Regions from separate parts of the Rattus norvegicus genome. Here region 1 is linked to region 2. The links are chromatin contacts, called in public Hi-C maps. All regions are on one chromosome and are shown on one strand. Each heading gives the region's core, a stretch centred on a gene start, on an enhancer-like site or on the middle of the called end of the contact. The rest is flanking DNA. Distances are from core to core; before and after follow the strand shown. Region 1 overlaps Ttc39c (tetratricopeptide repeat domain 39C). Region 2 overlaps Lama3 (laminin subunit alpha 3).

Region 1 (3,899 bases), core at 945-3,444, 250 kb before region 2:
AAGGTACTGAGCTCAGTACACCAGCTCTAAGGTACTGAGCTCAGTACACCTGCCCTAAGGTACTGAGCTCAATATACCAGCTCTAAGGTACTGAGCTCAGTACACTAGCTCTAAGGCATTTCTCTGTTGGATTATACACCGTCTCCTCACTGAACCATAACAGGCATCACCATAGTATTACTTGTTGGATAATTCCCAATCTTTTCTCTCGTGCTTTCCTTTAGATGTGTGCACAGGAGGCGAGTGACAGGGGAGCTAGGGCCTGACTGGCAGGTGTCATCTGCTGCTGCTTTTCTTCCCTGTCCTCTGCAGCTGTGCTCACAGCTCACTTGGTTCCCACCAATCCATCATTTTTAGTCCTTTGCCCTCATCTCTCATCTGTGACACATCAGGCCAAAATACAGTGTTTTGTTTAGAAAGTATTCCAAGCCCAAAGTTGTATTTACTCTTCTCAGCAAATGGAGAGATGGTTCCATAAAGGATTCTGAAATCTCTAAAGTGCCCAGGTCAGAGCTGAGTGTAGGCAGCCAGCAGAGCTGCTCTCAGTAACAACCTAGGCGAAGGAGAGGATCCCAGGCAGACACACTCTCCCGGTGTCCATGTCCCCATAAGACAGAGCATCTGACTGACCAGAGAAGGCCTTTCACTTGCCAACGACCTGGTTCCACCTGGATGTGACTGCTGGCTCTGCAAAGGAGGCCCTGTGCCTTAGTTTGCCTTCTCTTCTGGGACACAATGGCTCAAAACAACTTGGTTAGAATCATGTAAGGACTGTGTTTCCTTTTATGCTTATCCCTAAGCGTGTGACTTTGGGATGGTGTAACTGGGTCCTTGTGGAAGAACAGATGTGCTAAGTTCTGTCTGGGCCCCATTCCTAAGTACCAAGTCCCTCCTGTTTTCACACATGGGTGAGCTTTAGAAACCTCAAAGCTACATGTCCAACTGTGTGAAGGAGGCTGGCGATGGAGCCTGTTCCTCAGGGTCTGTGCACCGGTGCTGTGTATTTTTAGGTGTGGTTTACACAAAAGGTCTCTCAAGTTGGGGAGGAAAGTGTTCACTTGACTTATAGGTCCCGATCACAGCCCATCACTGAGGATAGCCAGGGCAGGGCCCTGTAGACAGGAACTAGAGCAGAGGCCAGGGAGGAATACTCTTACTGGCTTGCCCACAATGGGCTGGGCCTTCCTACACCAACCATTAGCCAAAAAAAATGCCCCCGCAGACTTGCCTACAAGCTGATCTCTATTGATCCTTCTTCCCAGACCACCGTAGTGGCTTCGGTCAAGTTGACCGAAAAAAAAGTCTAATTAAAACACAGTCCCTTTATTGGACATGAGTGGCTCAGACGGTTTCAAAACACACCTAAGGTCCGGAAACAGACGGCTAAAAGAAGCAGGCTCCAGCTTCCTCCTAGGCAGTACTTTTCAAGAGCCTTGAGCCTTGAATTTTAATATGCACCAGAGTATCCCACACTACACTGTCTGCTGTCTCCAAACCAAGGACGGTAGCAAGGAAAAGTGAGCACAGGAGAGATGAGCCTTGGTGTGAGAGTCAGGGTGACCAGATCCTCAGTATACAGCGCGGTGTCTGCCTTCCCACAAGGAGAGAAGATGCCCGCTTGTAGCTTGTAGGGGTTGGCCTGATGCTGCCTGCATTCTAATGCTCTAATGCTAATACTGGGCCCTGGAGACTGGCAGCACATAGCTAAGTGACCCTGCCCCAAGTTATTTCTGATTGGGAAATAAAGATGCCAATAGCCAATAGCGGGGTAGAAGAGACATAGATGGGGTTTAGGTTTCATGGGCTTGGGGTGGGCGGAGGATCATGAGGGGAAGAATGCGCAGGAGGAGGAAGGAGAAGCTGCCATGGGTAGGTGAGTCATAGACATGGCCCTGAGGGCTGGCCGGTTGGAGTTATGAGCAGCCCAGATGAAACACACTAAGTAGTAAGTAATAACGTAGAGTACCACTAGGAGAGTGGACTCTAACAGCATGGAGGGCGGGCAGCTTGCAGCTCTCGTGCTGATCCCGGCTTACTGTAAATGTAACACCAGGGCCAGTACAAGTCTCACAGTTACCGATTTCATACAGACAGACATGGATTCTCATAGTTACCGATTTCATACAGACACACATGCTGGATCTCTCTCTGGTCTACAGCCAGTTCCAGAGCAGTGTGGAAGGAAGTCAAGGCACTGTTGATTTGACACTGAGGAGAAAAAGAAAAGCAGGATGACTGGTTATGACCCAGCCTTGCATCACCATCATCAACCATGACTAGCTTTTTCCTGAGCCCCGATTTTCAATAGACCAAGCAAGCAGTACAGGAGAGCTGCTTTAAGGGTTGCTAACAAAACGTGCCACTTTGCTTTATGAAGTTAACCTCAGCACATTAACTCCTTAAAAAAAAACTGTTTCTACTTATTTTGTGTGTGTGCACATACAGGACACACCAGCCACCCGCTGAGGTCAGAGGACAGTGTGTGGGAGTGGCTTCACACCTTCCACGATGTCCCCAGGGATGGAACTCACTGCAGGCTGGGGTGCACGTGCCTTAGCCCTCCAGCAGCCCATCAGTCCCTTTTTCTTTCCGGTTTTTATTTTGTGATACAGGGTCCCTGTGGTGGTTTGAATAAAAGTGGTCCCCAGAGACTCTCGGGGCGTGGCATTATTGGAGGTGTGGCCTCGTTGGAGGAAGCGTGACACCAGGGGGTGGACTTTGAGGTTTCAGAAGCTCAAGCTAGGCCCAGTGGTTCTCTCTTTCTGCTGCCTGTGGGTCCCCATGTAAACGCTCAGCTCCTCCAGCACCACGGCTGCCTGTGAGCTGCCATGCTTCCTGCCCCAACGACAATGGGCTCTGACCTATAAGCCAGCCCCAATTAAATGTTTTCTTTTATAAGAGTTGGCATGGTCCTCACGGAAATAGAAAACCTAACAAGGCAGTCCCACTGTGGTCCACACTGGCTTCAACCCCATGATCCTGACTCCAGCTGCCCTTTCCAGTAGCTGAGACTGCAGGTGTGCACCTCAAGGCCTGGCTTAGGCAGTGACTTTTCCAGTGAGGCCCAGCTCACCACATTTTACCCACATTAGTCTCTCTACATTCATGTATGTAGACTTCATTGTATTATAACTGGCTGCCAATCTAGTTCATTGTAACCAGGCACATTCCATAGGCCCAAAGGCCATATCCTGTCTTCTGGTGAATATTCAGTTGTAGTCCAGAAGGAATAACCATCGAAGCCACTGTCATTACGCCTTGCCCTATCTGGTCCCTCCATCCCACTGGAACGATGGATGATTAGATTCTAAACTGAACAGTGGGGTACACTTGCTTCTGGTCACTGGTGTCATCTGTCACACTCAGATCTCTCTGAGGCTCCAGATTTCACTTGCAGTGTATGCATCTGCCCACTGCTGTGCAGAACCCACCAGCCGCCAGACGTCAGTTTCACATATCTCTGGTTCTAGAGCTCTCCCTGTTTGGTTCTGGACCCCAGGACAAGGGACTGAGGTGAATATTTTACAGAGAGGCAGACCTGGCCACCAGTTCTTCCAGCATCTCTCAGTCCCTACCTGGCATACCCTGTCCCCAACCTTCAACTTGCCCACCCAGGAACAGCTTCCCAGTAAACCTGCCTTGGTATAATCTAATCTGGCTTGAGTTGGCTCATTTCACCAGTGGAGAGATAACCTGTCACTTCCCTCCCCAAACCCACTGTTCCACTTTCTGTGGTCCCAGTGGCCAGTGGTCAACTGCTGTCTAAACACAGAATACAGAATGGGCAGACACCTTGAGAGGTGCAAGGCTACACTGCTGTGGGTCTGGTCTGATGCTGCAAGCATGATATCAATGTGGTCCCCATGTGAGACAGTGAGGGACCCTATCCCTGCTTGGTT
Region 2 (4,273 bases), core at 1,186-3,685:
CTCATGCTACTCTGGGGTTATGTCCTGAGACGCTGTCTCTAAAAAGCAAAACCACAACACAGGTAAGAAAAGAGGCTTGAGGCTGCCTACCTGACTTCCCCCTGGATGAGTAAACAGTGATACGGCCGGATACTTCTTCCATTCCAGGATTGATGTACCTCAGAATAATCCGGAATAAGGAGAGGCTTGACTTCCTCACGGTCAGTCTTACCTTTACTTCATTCTGAAAAGTACCCCAAAATAACATAAAGTGTAGAGGAGTGGCTGCAAAGAAGTGTCAGCAGACAGTGACTTTTGTTTCCCTGTTAGCTCTGTAAGACACACGGAGATACACACATGAAAGCATGTATGCACATGCACATGCACACACACACACACACACACACACACACACACACACACACACAAATTCACACTCATACATAATCAGTTCCCAGAAGTTGGGCAGAAATAGGGCTACCAAGAAAGCAAAGCCGTTTACAATTCTAGTGACAGTGAAATGCACCCTCGAAGCACCCGGGGTTCTCTTTCAATATTTTTTGTAACCAGGAAGACAGATTGGAATATAAGGTGGATCACAGCGACAAGGACAAACATGGCTGACTGAGAAAGCCAAAGGCAGAAGATAGAGAAGGAAAGGGAAGCATGACATTTCACGCCACCACATTAGAGAGGCCACCGGGCATCTCCTGGCCACAGACACAGGCAGTAATAGTGGGGGAGCAAAGCATCTGTGATAAAAACCTGGATGCAACTAAATATGCCTGTTTTGCCTTAGGAAGTTTTATCTCAAGCTTTTATCCAGAAACAATGTTAGCTTTTGAACTAGAAGAGAGGTCTCGTGTGTCTCCAAGCTCTGGGGTCTCACAATACTCTATAAGAACTGATAATGCAAGTAAATTATCATTTATTTATTCAGATTTACTTATTGTATGCTAATAAACATTCCTCCTGCATATGTGTATGTGCATGGAGGTCAAAAGAGGGCGTGACATCCCTTGGACCTGGAGTTAGGGATTCTTGTGAGCCTCCATGTGGATGCTGGGAACTGAACTCAGGTCCTCTGCAAGAGCAGTGAAAGCTCTTAACCTCCACGCCATCTCTCCAGCATAAGTTATTTTTATTGAGAACCACAAGCCACATGTCCAGATCCAGCTATGGTCCAAGGTGGGGAGGTTCACAGTGTGGGAATTCCTGTCTGGATTTGCTCAATCCTCTCCCAGCTAGCTTGGCCTCAATGGAAAGGACATGGGTTACAAGACTTGCAGAGCCAACCAAGGCTGACTCCCAGGGAACCACTAGTTCTGACGCAGAGGCCGTAAATAACACCCCACAGGAATTCCTGCCAGATCCAAGAATTTGATTGAATTCATTTTTTTCAATTTTAATACCAATTGGGAATTAAATGTGCAAGGATGAATTAAGAGAATAAAGCAGGTGGTCAAGCAAGGGACACCACAGGTCCTCTGACCCAAAGGCTTCCTCACAATGAAGATCATTTGAAACGGATTCCTTTGCGTCAAACGTCTGTGAGAACACCTACACTGGGTTCGGTGTCAGCCACTTCTCATCAGGACTTGATGGAATCCACGATGATCTTATGACTAATCGATCTCCACTATGAAAAAGGAAGAGCCCGCATAGAATGTAAATGTGTTTCTCAGCACCAAGTTCTGTGGCTCACAGCCTCCTGCAACTCCAGATCCGGAAGATCTCGTACTCCCTTCTGCAGATGCCTGCACTCCCCTGTGTCATACCTCACGTGCACATATGGTGCAGGCCTTTAATGAAAGAATCCAGGGAGCAGAGGCAGGCGGAGCTCTATGAATTAAAGATCAGTCTGATCTGCATAGTGAGCCCCGGGTTAGCCAGGGTTCCATAATATGACCCTGTCTCAGAAAGGAAAGGAAGAAACTGAATTGGTGTGTGCGGGAAGAAAGGCCTTGCAGTCTTGTTTGGTAAAGATAACTTCGTTGGGGAGAATTTGGCCAGGCAAAAACATCATTAGGTAGATGGGGACTCCGAGAGAGCTGTGGCCTGGCCCAGATTCTCTCTGACTCCATTAGTCCCAGTCATCGGTTCACCTCTCTCACATCTACCTCAGAGCAGTTTAAGAGACCAGCCTCAAAGAGAAGTTCTGAGGATAAAACTTACCTAGTGACTCTACACATAGGGCTATAAATTCTATATAAGTCCTATAAGTAAAGAATAATGTACACATCTCTTACTCTACATTAAGGCAAGATAGACAGATGGGAGTAGCAGAGGGTAGCGGAGGGAAGGAGACGGAAAAGCCAAACAGCACCAAAGCTCACCCTTTACTTCAGTCCCCACGCAGAGGAATTCAGGATTTTAAAAAGCAGTGCCCCAAACCAGTAACGCCAAGCGGGAAGGTGATTCACGGGAAGGTGATTCACGCCTGATGTTATGCACTTAGGAGGCTGAGGCAGCAGGACACTGTGGACCTCTGCTGGAGGGGGAGGAGGAGGCTAGCTATTTTAGAAGCCTCCAAGCCAGCTTGGTTTTTGTTTTCCACAGATGTCATTATAGTAAAAGATGTTCTCTATGTTTTAGTAAAGCTTAATATCATTTAAGAAATGTGTTTCTATCCATGAAAAGCCTCCAGAGACAAATACTATCTTTCTTCGGTTCCTTCATTTTCTGATTTAGTGGTCAAATTAAAGTAACTATGAAATCCAAGCACATATTTAGTTAAAATATTGCCCTATCTTAAATCCCGAGCCTGGCTTCCAAGGCAACCCTAGCCAGCGCTCTACAGAAAATGAATCCTAGAATAGGCCCTGGCAGCAGCAGGACTTTTAGACCCTAGAGTGCTCTGCATATATATGGGTGTCCAGCAGTGAGCTGTAGCCCTCTGACTGTATACCTGCACAGAGGTCATTGGGACATATCCTCTCCAGCTAAACTCAGGGAATTCCAGGGGATCAAATCCAAACCGTAGGTCTCTTCCGTTAGGTCCAGTGCCACCTTCAACCTCATACTTCATGTGGTGCAAGTCCGGGAAGTAGCAGTTACTTTCAGGCCTTTGTTAATCACAAGTAAAGGGACATGAGGAGTTAGGTCTGTGGTTAAGCTGAATATCTTCCCTAATAGATGCTGCCCAAAGAACACGGCCAACTCACTAAGCCCATTAACTCAGAACAGAGGAAGGCTGTCCCCGCCCCTGCTCTAAATGATTGCTTTTATTCAGGGAAATGCTGGCACAGAGCACACCCGACACCCACCCATCCCAAGCACTAAATTGAGGAAGTCACTTAGCACAAGTCATGAGGTCCCCGACATACCCCTACTGTGTTCTAATGGATGCCAACAATTAATAAAATTTAATAGCTGCTCTCTCCCTCCATCTTCCCACACTCACATACTTTACAAACATCAATAATTATGGGCAAGCACTGTTATAAGCATCACGATATAATACTGTATATAGTAAACATATATATATATATATAACTTTATCATATTCTTATGTGTTTATTTGTGTGCATGCATGTGTGCACACGTGTACATGGATGTGCACTTGTGGCGGGCAGAGGACAACGTGCTAGGGTTGGTTCTCTCCTCCCACTGAGTGGATCCTGGTCCTGAGGACCCACTCGGGTGTTCAGGCTTGGCAACAAGTGCCTTTACTGTCTGAATCATTTATAGGTTAATGGATGAGTTCCTTTGGCAAGTCCAATTGTAGCAGTCATAAAGAAAGCTTTAAAACACCCAATGCTAAGTGGCTTCCACACTCAAACTACTCAAGAGTTCTTCAAGCCAATAAATATGCAAATCTGTAAAAAGGAATAACACTTAATGGATTTAGAGACATAAAGATCCACCTGTCAACAGAAATAGATGCCACGCCCCTGCCCTGTGAGCACAGAGAAGGCTGCCACGCCCCTGCACTGTGAGGGCAGCCCCGCCCCTGCACTGAGGACAGCCACGCCCCCACACCATGAGCACAATGAGGACAGCCACGCCCCTGCACTGTGAGCACAGAGAAGGCTGCCACGCCCCCACACCGTGAGCACAGCGAGGGCAGCCATGCCCCTGCACTGAGGGCAGCCACGCCCCTGCATTGTGAGAGCAGCGAGGGCAGCCACGCCCCCGCACTGTGAGCAGAGTGAGGGCAGCCACGCCCCTGCATACTGTGAGCGCAGTGAGGGCAGCCACGCCCCTGCACTGTGGGGCAGCCACGCCCCTGCACTGTGAGCAGAGTGAGAGCTGCTTGCACCCAGCATTTGCAAAGATCCGTAGGCGTGTTTTT

The links. Hi-C and Micro-C count contacts between places; a contact is called where the count stands out from the background.
Region 1: a contact with region 2 is called in a Hi-C map of the A7r5 cell line, with 5 times the contacts expected there. The contact joins two enhancer-like sites. A contact is called at or near these places in 9 of 12 Hi-C or Micro-C datasets (the A7r5 cell line, the Rat2 cell line, Schwann cells and 4 more).

Annotation. Positions count from the first base shown.
Region 1 is chr18:4,145,401-4,149,299 of GRCr8, reverse strand. It overlaps Ttc39c (tetratricopeptide repeat domain 39C), which reads right to left. Exons shown (of 14, transcript NM_001415714.1): 7 at 2,115-2,208. Among named protein-coding and RNA genes, the nearest start is that of Cabyr, 20 kb to the left of the region's middle. Within about 2 kb of position 2,194, at least 3 of the 93 cell types and tissues checked have an H3K27ac peak or open chromatin away from gene starts, as enhancers often do. A contact at or near this core is called in the A7r5 cell line, where this site is marked.
Region 2 is chr18:3,899,238-3,903,510 of GRCr8, reverse strand. It overlaps Lama3 (laminin subunit alpha 3), which reads right to left. Exons shown (of 75, transcript NM_001393748.1): 19 at 2,888-3,044; 20 at 91-223. Among named protein-coding and RNA genes, the nearest start is that of Lama3, 100 kb to the right of the region's middle. Within about 2 kb of position 2,435, at least 2 of the 93 cell types and tissues checked have an H3K27ac peak or open chromatin away from gene starts, as enhancers often do. A contact at or near this core is called in the A7r5 cell line, where this site is marked.